Linked DNA regions of Gossypium hirsutum: all the other regions are linked to region 3. Evidence: chromatin contacts called from public Hi-C data. All regions are on one chromosome and are shown on one strand. Each heading gives the region's core, a stretch centred on a gene start, on an enhancer-like site or on the middle of the called end of the contact. The rest is flanking DNA. Distances are from core to core; before and after follow the strand shown. Region 1 holds the start of LOC107888529 (ubiquitin-like domain-containing CTD phosphatase 1). Region 2 overlaps LOC107939130 (eukaryotic translation initiation factor 3 subunit M). Region 3 overlaps LOC107943806 (TLC domain-containing protein 4).

Evidence for each region. Hi-C and Micro-C count contacts between places; a contact is called where the count stands out from the background.
Region 1: a contact with region 3 is called in a Hi-C map of leaf, with 2.7 times the contacts expected there. The contact joins the promoter of LOC107888529 here to the enhancer-like site in region 3. A contact is called at or near these places in 4 of 34 Hi-C or Micro-C datasets (callus, leaf and petal).
Region 2: a Hi-C map of hypocotyl shows a contact between it and region 3, with 3 times the contacts expected there. The contact joins two enhancer-like sites. A contact is called at or near these places in 13 of 34 Hi-C or Micro-C datasets (cotyledon, hypocotyl, leaf and 1 more).

The regions. Positions count from the first base shown.
Region 1 is chrA09:2,305,514-2,309,958 of Gossypium_hirsutum_v2.1, reverse strand. It overlaps LOC107888529 (ubiquitin-like domain-containing CTD phosphatase 1), which reads right to left and starts at 1,259. Exons shown (of 8, transcript XM_016812670.2): 1 at 1,064-1,259; 2 at 1-28. LOC107939130 (eukaryotic translation initiation factor 3 subunit M) reads left to right here and starts at 1,348. Exons shown (of 10, transcript XM_041077609.1): 1 at 1,348-1,559; 2 at 1,648-1,777. The coding sequence starts at 1,467.
Region 2 is chrA09:2,277,092-2,281,915 of Gossypium_hirsutum_v2.1, reverse strand. It overlaps LOC107939130 (eukaryotic translation initiation factor 3 subunit M), which reads left to right. Exons shown (of 10, transcript XM_041077609.1): 6 at 383-533; 7 at 618-727; 8 at 800-897; 9 at 974-1,043; 10 at 1,295-1,540. The coding sequence ends at 1,384. Among protein-coding and RNA genes, the nearest start is that of LOC121206592, 14 kb to the left of the region's middle. Within about 2 kb of position 2,430, at least 1 of the 9 cell types and tissues checked has an H3K27ac peak or open chromatin away from gene starts, as enhancers often do. A contact at or near this core is called in hypocotyl, where this site is marked.
Region 3 is chrA09:2,212,001-2,216,679 of Gossypium_hirsutum_v2.1, reverse strand. LOC107943806 (TLC domain-containing protein 4) reads right to left here. Exons shown (of 11, transcript XR_001696064.2): 6 at 4,496-4,570; 7 at 4,258-4,379; 8 at 4,101-4,176; 9 at 3,889-3,948; 10 at 3,595-3,807; 11 at 2,121-2,494. Among protein-coding and RNA genes, the nearest start is that of LOC107943806, 6.5 kb to the right of the region's middle. Within about 2 kb of position 1,824, at least 3 of the 9 cell types and tissues checked have an H3K27ac peak or open chromatin away from gene starts, as enhancers often do. A contact at or near this core is called in hypocotyl and leaf, where this site is marked.

The DNA of each region.
Region 1 (4,445 bases), core at 10-2,509, 94 kb before region 3:
TCAATTCATTCCCTTTTTTGATAGGGGCCTGCAATAAGTATCAAATGACATGATCAAGCAAACTTATTAATATAACATGCAAACTTCATGCTCGGCGCTATTAGTTAACCATTCATGATTCCACATAAAAATTTCTCTTCGTTATTTGGGAACAACCCAAACAATTCAATGGATTGGATATCTAGGCAAACAGTCTCCCATACCCAGAGTCTAAAATACAAAAAAAGTCTAAATGCTAAAATACATATTCTAACTCAAGTCATCCAGTTAAATTGTGAACAATCTACAGAACACATCCATACTTTCCAAGTTTATAAACTCACATGACCTAGCAAAAACATTACAGTCCAACCAGCTTTTGCACCTAAGATTCAAGTATGGAGAGTTGTATTATACCCCTATGTTGCTTGGACTAAGGATCAATTTTTTGTATTCTTCTTAAAGGGGCATACCCTTATATAAGTCGGACAAAGATAGTTCAAGGATAATGATGAGTCGGAGGAACATAGTTATACCTTTTAGTTGTTGATTTATCTAACTATACAAACTTAGTATAACTCAACATTGGGTTTCTTACCATAGTTAAACCAACATGAACAAATAGAAGTGCATAAATCTGGTAAAACAAATAGTTTTTGAACTCCACTGCTGTGGTGTATATAAAAAATAATTATACTCCAATCAGGGTGGAAGCCAGGGTTAAATGGTATAATTGCACTTTTAATCCCTTTCAAAAATTAACAGTTTAATTTAGTCCATTTTAACGAAAACAAATTGCATTTCTATCCTCTCCAAAAAGTCAATCATTTGAACACACACACAAAAAAAATAATCTTCCGCCCCCAAATTCTTTTTAATTTTATCTTTGCCTCAACACAAAATTCCAGGCTTTTCCGTGATTACAATAGCAAATCCGTTCTTAGAACAAAGAATTAAAGCTTAAGACAAAACATGTAACAACACTTAAAATACACAGAGAGAGACCCATAAAAACTAACACAGGGTATGTTAAAAACCAAGAAAGTAGATATTAAGAAGAAGAAGAAGAAGAAGAAGAACAGACCTTTTAGAGAAATGGGATTCAGTTGTTGACGTCAGAGATTGGGATTTTGTAGAAAAAGATAAACAACTTATCTTATAGATCTTACTTTTCTCTTTTATCTACCCACCGCCCCCTCTCATTATTACTTTGGGTTTAAGCTACCTGTAAACGACGCCGTTTTATGATCAATACTTTTCAGTTTTTTTGGATCTGGTCTGGATTTTAACTGTCCATACCAATCCAATTTCCTTAAAAATATAACTAAACAAAAAAGATATATATATATTACATCTTTAAAATAATAATGACTTTAAAAAAAAAAAAAAACTGAGGGTTTTCCACTCGCTCTCTTGCTGCTCTTCTGTCTCCTTTGTCGTCCCCTACCAAAGGAAGCTAGGGTTTTACAGAGAGCTGCAAAACGACAATGACCACAGTCGTTCCAACCTCCGAAGATGATCCCGCTCTCGCTGTCGTCCGCTTCACGTCCGAACTCGCTTGGGCCGATGCTGGTCCAGAGGTAACCTCAGTTTATTTTCCAAAAAGAAATTCTTAAATCAGAAATTTCAAATTTTCATTAATTATTTTTTGCTCAACTATGGTGGTAGGTTGCGGAGCCGCAAGTGACGAGGCTTTGTATGGAAGCGCAAGAGTGTATAGTGATGGGAAGATGGTTGGATTTAGCTTCTTTGATGCTTACTTCTGCTGATTTAGTGTTTTCCAAGGTCTCTGATAAAGGTACAAATTACCCCTTTTTCTATTTATTTATTTGAATAATTTGGGAGATTTATGAATTGAGATGAATATTATTTTCTTAGCTTCATTCCCGGTTCAGTGAAGTTTGTGGAATTCTTAATTTTATGTCAAGTTGTTTCATTTTCTTAAAGCGTGTTTGGAATTACAAAAAAATAATGTTTTCAAGAATCTATAAATTAAAGATTCAACTTTCTGGAAAATCAATTGTTGGTTTTGATTTTCTCCAGTTTTAATCATTTATGAGTACATAACAGCTACCAAGTCTGCAACTTCTTTTGATAAAATAGTTGAGATCTTTCAAACTAAGTTTTATTTCTTACTTCTTAGTGTAGTAAATCGAATTTTTGTTTTGAGGGCACTTGTAACTTCTATTTATTTTTTTGAGTTGCAATGGCATGGAAATGGGTTCAGCTGGTGTTGTTAAGGCATGCGCTTAGGCCTTGTGCCTTAGGGTGCTCTCTAGGCACTAGGACCCTTATATTGCCTCTAGGCGTAAGGCAAAAAAAGAAAAAGAAAAAAAGATTCCAACTTGAATGAAGTAAAGCGCAATATGTCCATGGGTGAAACTTTGAATGTGTCTGTCTATGAATTTATCAATGTATATATGTCATATATATACATATAAAGCTTAATATATATATGTGATAGATATATCACATATATGGTCTAGTTTATCTACAAAACATGTAATTTTTTTTTATTGGTCAAGATGGTCCATTTGTATGTTGAATACTCAAATAATTGAGGAATATATAATTGGATTCTATTCCTTTCTTACTAGTGAAGGTATATGCAACAAAAAATGTGAAAAATAATAGAAATTAAAGATAACCTTGGTTGGGTGGGCTTTTCTTTTTTGTGCCTATTGCCTTGCAAAGAGAGCGACTAGATGAACCAAGTGCGTGCTTGATCAATTATCAAATGGACCTCTTGAGAAAGGGTCTGAGGTGCTTTTGTTGTCTAATGCTAAGGCACGAGGTGTACGCCTTACTGCACTATACCTTAGTGCCATACAAGAAAAGCAATTTAGACCACTTTAGGCAAGTTGCATTTGATGATGTACATGCGTGATGTGCCTAGCCTACAGATGGAAATGGGTGGAACTTATGTTACTTGTGTTTAGGTGTGAGTGATGCATATATGTATCTGACACAATCATGGTTAGATTTTTCTATGTTTTTTCATGTATTTGGAAGATCTTTAGGGGTTATATGTATCCATTTGTTGGACACGAGTGTCGAACATGTGTACTTAAAAGAAAAATGAAGAGTTCGAGCAACATAGGATGGGACTATAATTTGCCCCCTTCTTACTTCCATTTCTCCCACTCATTAAGCTCATTTAACTCGTCCATTTTAACTCTCTCAAAATGTTGACTTTTCACTTTAAGGATGCATGGTTGACTTTTCTAATTTGAGCCTTCCAATTTTACCTCTCCTATTAACTCCTTTATTGGGATCTTTAGGTTCCTTTTGAACGTGCCAAAGGTCTCAGTATATTTTATGAGACTCAATTTAAGCAAAACCTAGGGACTTAGATTAAGGACAATCGAGTTTTTGGTGTCTAGTACAAAATTAGGTGTCTAAAAAATGAGTCGGTGGTTTTCATTATGCTGTGAAATTGGAGCCTCAAGATATGGCTGCAAATGTAAGAGAGCTTGGAAGTTTTGAACTCATTTCGAGAGGCAACAACAAAAGGTGAAAATGAAAAGAAGGGAAAGAAAAGTGTGAATAAAGAAAACAAAACAAGAAGAAAGAAATGAAATGAGTGAAATGAAAAAAACAGAAGAACTAGGAAGTTCCTTATGGAAAGAAATGGTTCTTGGTTTGCCTTCAAATAGTTATTTGGCCTAGACTATCCTTTCTTTTGTAACCTTGAACCCTCAGTTACATTTTGTGCCTTTAAATCCATTTTGATCATACATGATTAGCTAAGTTGAAGAATTTGTCATCAGATTTTATGCCATCTATTAGAACTAAAATTGTCTTTTGGGAGAGATTTGAATTCTCAACATGATAACACAATAAAAAAAGAAAGAACGCAATTCTAAGGTAAAAACCCAAAGTGGGTGGAGTTTAAAGCAACACTGAATTTTTTATGCCACCCATAGAATTCTTGAGCTTGCTTTGAAAGAGAAACCCAATCATGGAGAAGTTAAGAAATGTTTAAATTTTTTTTTATGCCACCCATAGAATTCTTGAGCTTGTGTTGAAAGAGAAACCCAATCTTGGAGAAATTAAGAAACCTTTAAGATTTCTAAGGTAAAACTTCAGCATTTTAACTTTCAAATAATATAAAAAGGGGTTTTGATTTTTTCTAAAAAGAGTTTTGTCTTTGAAAATTCCCAATTTTTCTTAATATTTGAGATTGTTTGGATGTTATATGGTGTTTTAGATATATTGTTTGACATTGCTATGTAATTGTGAATTGTTTGGATGTGTTTATTTGTGATTTTTGGCAGTGTTGTGATGTTTTGGATACATTACTTGAAGTTACTATTTGGTTATGAGTTGTTTGGATGTGGTTGTGCTTTGGATAATCGTAATCTTGCCTTAGGCGTTGATTTAGTTATTTTGGTTTTAAAATGAGTCCAAAATATAAAATTTGACTAGATAGATTTCAAAAATCTTAATCAAACTGTTTTTTCAAT
Region 2 (4,824 bases), core at 1,181-3,680, 65 kb before region 3:
AATATGTAGTATATAAATATTCTGTACGGAATATGTTGAAATTGATTCTAAATTGTGATATAATTTGATCAATTATGAGCAAATCCAAAATCTTTCTAGATAAAGCCAATCATTAGTTCCCAATCGTGGGGCTTGTGGAATCAGATACATAAATCAGTTAATAAAACAATACCCATCTCGAAGATCTTATAGAAAAACAAACCCCTACTTCGCTGCCCTCTTTTTTTTTTTTTTTTTTTTTTCCCGGAGTTTACAACTTTTCTCTATGGCTTCCATCCTTAGAGCTCTTTAAATATTTGGCTTATCTTGTTTCCATTTTATATACTGCATTCTTCTTTTTTAAGCTTAGGGTTAGTTACTAATTTTTGTTGTCCTTTTGCAGTGTGATCTATTAGATATTCCTGCTGTAGCACAATTGGAGAAGGATTCTAAATACGCATTGGTCTATCAGCTTCTGAAGATCTTTTTGACCCAGAAGTTGGACGCCTACCTCGAATTTCAGGCTGCTAATTCGACCTTAATGAAAAGTTATGGTAATGTTCTATCTTTCTTTTTACCTATTATAATGGGATATTTCATGGGCAAATTTGATATTATTATTACTTTCCATGGTTCAGGTCTTGTTCATGAAGATTGTATAACAAAGATGAGATTGATATCATTGGTTGATCTTGGCTTAAATGAATCCGGACAAATTCCATATGCTCTCATCAAGGATACTCTTAGGGTAAGATTTGCTTAGCTATCTGTTGACCACATTTGATGCATGATGCCATAATCTAGGCTTTTTTCTTTGTAGATCAATGATGACGAGGTGGAATTGTGGGTTGTTAAGGCAATAACTGCTAAACTAATGGACTGTAAAATGGATCAGATGAATCAGGTTGTGATTGTAAGGTAAGCTGTTAGTTCTCTCCTTCTGGTGATGTGTGATTTAAGTTTGTCTGGTTTCATTTCTTCATTCAACATGCAGCCGCTGCAGCGAGCACATTTTTGGCCCGCATCAATGGCTGTCTCTTCGATCAAAACTAGAAACATGGAGGGTAAAGTATTTCATACAATAGATGCTTTGTTTATTTATTTAATTTTTTTTAATATCGAACTGTTTGAAAACTCGTATTTTTGTTGGGCATAGTCGAAAACATATCCCTGTTGTTTCTGCTTGTCCGTAATTACTATCTGCATAGATTAATCTTTTTTGTAGTGAAATATTATCATGTCCAAAGGAGTATGAGTCTCTTATTTTATTGAACTCTTGTTTATACTTAGCAACCCAACCCATTTCATTCACCAGGGCAATGTTGCCAGTCTTATCAGCACCATTCAAGCAAACAAGGTTATTGAAGTAGGTATACCAGCTGGGCAGGGTACAACAATTCGTTAAGTCATGTATATCTATTTTTTTTAAAGCCATTTTTTTGTTAGATAAATCTTGTTTATCCGCAATAGATCCGGTTGTGAGTAGGGCAAAACCATTTTATTCGAACTACTTGGTTTTTCTTTAAATCATATGATCTAGTCGAAAAATTTTGACACTGCATGCAATTCTTGATCTTGTTTGTGTCGGTATTATTTTTTCATTTCACAATTTTGTTTAATGTATTAATAATTGGTAATAGTATCATGGAGGCTTTTGTAGTTGAGGTGGGGTTGTATTTTGCCCTTTAACTAAAAAGATGGGTAAATTAGTCTCTATATATTAGATGAAAAAATAAATTGACCATTCATTTAAAAATTGACACGGCAACATTAAATATACATATCATATTTTTAATGGTAAAAGAATATTTTAACGCAAAATGCAATCTAGGTTTCAATAGTATTTTTACTATTAATAATTCTTGATATATTAGATGATAGTGTTTCCATGTGATGTCGTGAAAAAGAGTATTTTATTTTAGAGATAAGAAAAGAAGGTAAGTTTGGAATTTGGTTGGGGTAGTGTCCACTATTGCAATTATTTATTGGATTTTATTTTATTAATATTATTATCATCATCGTGAGTGATGTTCTTTTTGCTAATTAATATAGTAGATATTATTGATAGTAATTCTTTTTGAAGTAAATGATAAAATAATATAATATTTCTTAATATTCTATTATTATTTATGAAATAGTAAAATGAATCATTGAAGTTGACCCGAGTAGGTTCATGAATTATGTTAGAAAGTTTATTAAGTGATACATCTATAAATTAATCTAAAAAAGGTAAATTAATCATTGTAATAAATTGTTTTTATTAAGAATATTTTTTCATTTTACTGTTAAAAATTGAGATGATTAACAATAAAAATAGATGGAATTTTTAATATAAAGATCAATGTGATTTTTAATCTTATGGAATTAATCATAATAAAAAGTCTCCCATTGTATTTTTATCCATAAATAATCAAAGGTATTGGTGGGGTTGGTGAAATAATGCCTACCTTACCAAGTTTATAGGAAGACGCTAATGGTAGGTCCGAAAATTTCTCTAATTTCTTTTAACTTGGAATGTGTTGTGTTAATATTTCGTTTTTTATAATTAAATCAAATGGAATAATGTACTTTAATTATTAATATATAATAATATAGGCGGGGCTAAGTGCATGCAACGCATTTCGGTCATTTAGACCGACGATAAATTTTAGTTTTAAAAATTAAAGTGGAAGTGAAGAAGTGCTTGCGAAAGTGGGTATTTCTCCAAACAAAGATACGAAACAAAGAACAAAAAAAGGGACACAATTCGGTTTTTTATATTTGTAGAAATAGTTATTATCTTTGATATTTACAATAAGCGAATTTAAATTTATCATATTTGTAGTGATAATTTCTTCATTTTTTTGTATTTTTAAAAATTAGTATACTTGCCACTAAATTCAGTTTTTGAAAAATTACAATACAAAAGATTTTATAATCAAATGCATTCTCATAAATAATGTTCTTTACCTTAATAGATTAAGTGCTTTCATGGCCAATACATCAATTTTATACTAGTTTTTCAATTATATAGAGTTGTTCGAGGCTTTCTAATATATAATTTATACTTAATTATATGTGTTTGAGGATCAAATTGATAGAATTTGTAAATATTGAGTGTTAAATTTATTGAATTATTTAGAAATAGGATTAAATTGATTGAATATATGAATATTGAGGACTAAATTTGTTATTATGTCAATTTAAAAAAAAGGTCACATCATCACTTTAGTTAACCATTTAACGAAATATGACCAAAATAGAAATAATTTAAAATGTGTGGTTATAATAGAAATGATCTAAAATATTAGTGATTAAATTGAACATTTTTAAAGTTAGGTAACTAAAACAAAAATGGATGACTAATTCTATAGCATTCCCTAGTTTTTTTCTTTAAAAGTTAAAAATCATATAAGCGACTTTTTTTTTTCGATCAATATAGAAATGATATAAAACGTGTGTGACCATAATAGAAATGATCTAAAATGTTAGTAATTAAATTGAAAATTTTTATAGTTGGATGACTAAAAAAAATATTAATTCTATAGCTTACCTAATTTTTTTAAAATTAAAAATCGCATATGCAAATTTATTTTAAATGAATGAAGACATTGAAATGCTATTCAATAATCATGAGTTGCCAATCAACATCTTATTTATCCATTAATAGGCTATTAGACAATTCTAATTGGATTTACAAATTATAATTTGCTTATTCATTATTTATCCATTAATTCACATATGGAAAATCCAATCTCTCAACTATGCTATAGGTTAGGCCACATTTTGATATTTTACCATCTTTCTTTAATGAAATCAATTTGCAATTCATGTTATTCATAATTATTTAACTTTTTTCTTACTTTATAGGACTAATAACTTAAAATGCTTCCACTTCAAATATAAATATTTTTGTCAATCATACTTTGGTTTAGTTGGTAAAGGTGGAAGTCTTAGATCTTGAGTATTCATATTCGAGATCCATCATTCGCAATTATATATGTGGGTTTCAAAGTCTCATCATGTGCGGTTGTCATGTGTGGGTTTAGTCCAGTTAATCTAGTTTGTTGACTTTAGTTTGGTCGTACTGTAATGGTTTGATTCTACTTTATCATTCCTTAAACAGTCTCTGTCGTAATGGTTTGATATTGTATCACTTTCAATATATATATATTTATCTTTAAAAAATATGATACATCATATGGATTGTTTGGATTATTATTATTATTTTTTTTGAATTGATACAAATGTTTAGAATTATCTATAGTCCCTCCCCAGCTTTTAAATAGGATGATAAATGAGCTACAGTGCGCTTGAACTCGCGTTATCTTACATAGGCAACAATATTGATACCAACCAATTTTGAGTGATTTCTCATATTAAATTTATCCTTGCAAGATTTTATTTTAGAATTCTTTTCACAATGATCAAACATAGAAAAAAAAAAGTAAATTATTATGGAATTCTTTGTCCTCCCTTATAATTCACAAAAAAAAAATAATTTTAAAAAATTGAAATAACACTTTATCAATAATATTAAAACAAAATTGTTTTTAAATATTTTTTATACATTTTTAATAACTTTTTAAAATTAGTTATGTAAATAAATAAAGCCTTATATCCCATTTTCAGTTTTAAATAAACCCTCATTTCTTATTTTCTCTTGTTTTCAGTATTAAATTTTTTTATTATATTATGTGTATAATTTATAAATAAATTTTAATACAAAATGAATTAATATATTATAGTTAAAGTATACAATTAATCTATAAATTGCGAAATAAGAAACTACAAAAAAATATCAAAAACAATTTAATCTCTTTACCATTTATAAAATAATAAATTAATAATAATAATAATTTTTAA
Region 3 (4,679 bases), core at 575-3,074:
ATATGTTTAAATTAAACTTTACAAATAATTTATATTAATTGCTTAAAAAGTATTTAAATTTTATATTTCATGTATTAGTATATTAAATTATTTAAATATCATTTAACTTATTTTTTTACTTCTCAGCACCATGTCTAAAATAGATATTTTAACTTCCCACAACACTTCTTGATAGTAATGAGGAACACTTTAAATTAACAAATCACATTTTTTTCAAAGCACTTTTCTACTACAACAATAGTGGAGAACTAGCCCTAAAATTGGATGACTAAATAAGTATATAATAACTTTGAATTAACGAAAAGTGACACTAAAGTAAAAACCTATTTAAGTTGAGTGACTAAAATAAAAACGATTGTTAATGACGATGCCTAATTTGAATATATATTTTTTTAATTTTTGGTGCCTAAAATTAAACATTTTGTAGTATACCCTTTTCATTTAAATGAACGATAATGTTAAATCTTGAATCCTAAATTTTGGAATTAGTAAACATCCCGACCGTGTGTTCGGTCTTGACTATCTCCTGGGATTACAGACAACCACCATTCAGGATCTAAATGCTTTTGCCTCCTCCCATCTATCAAGCTCCACTGCAGCTGGTTTTTTTTCACTCTTCCTCCACATTGTTGTCATTAACTCCCCTAAGTTTTGAGGCAAACTTTTTTCATATGACCATATAATCTACACTCAGAGAAAACATTTGGCAAACCCTCATACTTAATTCTTTAAATTTTAGAAATTTGAGGGCCTCCAAAATCGATACTAATTATCGACCCCTAGACCCATCCTTTGTGTTATCATCTACTATGATAACCTAACCAATGATACCACTCACTGAAGTAGCAAACTCTTTTCATGCATCACCCCCGAAAAAGCCCAGAAGACGTATCCATACAACCACTTTATACGGTTAATCTTGTGAAGTTGAAAAGGTGACCAAGTTTAAACTATTAAGTATTGACCATAGATATCGAGGTCCCTCTAATAGCCTGGCACTTGAACTTGACCAAATAATAATCATTCTCCGAGTCCTTGAACCTGTTTCCATATATCATAAAGTTTACTGCACAACGCACTAAAACCAATCTTACGGATAAGAAACCTAATAATAATCGCTTTCGACATACTCTAATAAATCATAGCATGAATCTTTTTAGAAAATCTTATGCCTAGTATTCCATCAACTACCCTAATGATAACATCTCTATCTAGTACCTCAAAATCGTTGTCATTCTCCTCCTCCTCGTCGTCGTCATCACCATCACACTCTTCCTTTTCCCTCTCATTTGATATCCAACTAAGGAGTTTATCCTTTAAAGATATATGCTCCTCCATTAATCCGTTAACAACCATATCTCAGACATCTGTAGGATCACCTTCCCGTCATCTCACCTTCTTCATAGCCCTATCGACTCCCTTATCATTGATCCCCTCTTGCTAACTTGTTAATGTACTCAAAGGAGACTCTATTCTTTAAAATTATTATATTTATATTTACTAAGTTATTCTTACTAAGCCTTACAACGACTAGCTTACTAAGTCAGTCTTACGAGTGAATTAGGACTAAGTTATCAGGTTCAGGCACTCCTAATTTTGTAAGATGAGGACTCAGGCTAGTAAATGAATCTTTCCAATCACATCTTTAAGCTTGTATCAACTTTTCCAATTTGAAGTCACACACAAGCGTAGGGCTTCACGTATAACAACAACTTGCGCAAGTAAATCCTATGGGGCTCAGAAAAGTTGACATTGCCTTACTAGTCTCATCACGCAAAATACCTCCGACTCCTGTAGGTCTTGGCTAACTTATAGCGGAGCCATCTACATTAAGGTACTAGGGGCACAACCCACTTTCCAACATCCTTACATGCACTCTTGATGCACGACAACACAAAAGTGTTCATAAATTAAGAGATATCTTCAATGGGTATCCCATCCTTATGCCACTTCGCATATGCTTGCCAAGTCTAAATTTGAAGTTCTCACAAAGTTGGTTTTCAACCAAAACTTTATGATTAAAAATCACAATTAAATTTATTTAATCATATATTCCAATATCATGACTTTAACGAAATTAAAATTTAGTTGAAAAAATAATTTAATTGAATTAATTGATGTACTAAATTTGGTAAATTTTATAACCATAAATAATACAACAGAGGTTTGATTTTATGAAAATTTTTAAACTTCCGCTATCCATAATAAAATTTCTAACAAAATCAATACAATTACCTTTCCTATACCACAAGCATAAACTCATTTTTAAGAATATCATGATATGATCCCTCTAGTGATATCTTTCCACACAAAGGACACTCCAATAGGACAATTAGGTTGTGGATGCAAATTCATCAACCCATGGCCGTATTTTGTGGCGATAATGTCTCTCTCCAAAAACAAAGTCTCTCATCTCCAAACCTCCGAATCCATTTATTGAGAAGAGCATGATTTTTGAGATAATTACTAGTGATGCCAACAACTCCCATCTCTTCTGAAGCACGAAAATGAGTGACAATGAAAATTTTCTTAATCAAATGAATAAGCTATAAAGTAACATGAATTTTAATCATTTGATTAAATTTTTTCATATCAAGCAAAGGCACCCATTTGTGTTACATTAGATCTACAAATTAGAAACGAAATTATAGCCCAATTATCAACACAATCGGCATCAAGGTTAGCCTACGACAAATCTAGAGATGAATGTTATAGTGTCATTTTACAAAATAACAATTTTAAACCACAAAAGTTCAGGGTTTTTTTCCCACCCAATTAGCGATGAGGTTGCGGTGATAAGTGCCTTTTGACCTTAAATGGTGTACATTGCGTTTATATCAAACTACCAAAAAAATACCAATTCACATACGGTAAAAATACCACGGAGGACCTTGTATTAGGGATAAGATTGCAATTTGCCTCTACTCAAATGGGCAAATTAGTCCCTGGTCAGATAGTAAACTAATCATTCTATTAAAAATTTCATCTATTTCTATTGTTAAAAATTAGTCCCTACAGGTCAGGATGAGATACTGTAGCATGCCACGTGTCTCTGTTTACTTATTCTGTCAACCATATTGAGTTTAAATAGTAAAAATGGATGGAATTTTTAACAAAAAAATAAGTTTGCTCTTTAATCTAATGTACAAAGACAAATTTGTCCATTTTTTAAATAGAAAGGACAAAATATAATTCCGCACCTAGTACAGGAGCCTCTATGACACTTTTATCTACGCATTCACAAGTCGCCGGATCTAACTGAACTCATGATACTAGACTAACACCAAACACTCTTAAGGACTTCGGTAAGATGTTTGTCTTTAAAATTGGCACCTTTCATCTTTCTTTAATACCAAACGAAATGAATCATTCTCTAAAAACACAGTACCAAGATTTAACGACTTGACAACTGATAAAAAAACAGCCATTGGCATTTTCACCATTTCTATCCAGATTTCTAATCCAATCATTAAGTCAACCATGCTTCAGCGTTACAAGGTGATTTCTCACATTGAATCAGAAACCATGACAGCTCTACAGTCCTATACCCTTTACTACCATTTACAGAGGAACAAAGAAGGTGAAAGAGAATACCTAGCACCGGGCATTGAGCTTAATGGCAAGGAGTGTTTTTGTTTGTCAATGTAACTTCATGTGTCAGTCACCCTGAAGTTTCATTCATTGCCTCTTTGCTAATGTTTTCCTTAATCCCTTGATAATCTTTCCAAACCACATTAAGTTCATAACTGATAGGATAAAAGGCACGACAAATATTAACAGTAGCCCATAGCTGTGCACCAGCTTAACCTGTTTTGTGGAGAAAGTAACGATGAAACAATTGTAGGATAATAAATTGACATTTAAATGACAATCCAGGAACACTTTTACCTGATCAAAGTGCAAGTAAACGTGATAAAATAGGTACATAAACAGGAGTATTCTAGCAACCTGCCAAAAACAGCAAAAGGTAGTGCATTAAATGTAAAAAACTTTCTATTGACTAAGAAAATGTAAAAAGCTTTCTAAAAATGATTATTACATTCATGCAAACATTAACAGTATGGGAATAAGTCTAGAAGCAATAAATTGATTTCACTTACCAGCCATGTTACAAATATTACAACTCCATTAATTAAGTAAGCTCTTGATCTCTTCATTCCAGCCGTATCAAAATACCTATATTAGCCAGGAAGTATACTTAATGTAGAGCAAAAGTTATATGCATTTTACAACCAACAGATAAGATACTTATATTACCATCTCAAATTGATCCCAGGCGTGGTAGTCTCAGAGATGAGTACCATGAAGGTGTATAGCTGACCTTCCCCAGTCATCATAGAATATGCTACAGCAGTTAAGGAGAGAAAATGATGAATGACCTGAAATAACAATATATTAGGTTGATTCATATCAGATACAACACCACTTGTAATCATCTAGGAAGGAAGAAAACATGGGGAAAGATTATAATAAATTAAAAAAATTAAATACTTACATACTCTATTCCACCTAGAGAAGGGTAAAACCAAATGATCATCCCAATGTCAGCAAGAAAGTAACCAACAGATACCTGTTAAAAGGTGGTATCTAAGATTAAAGTAGTTAGAAGCCAGCTACAGCTGATGAAACATTAAATCTAAACCTAAACAAATGTCAACACAAATTGAAAAGTTTCAGCA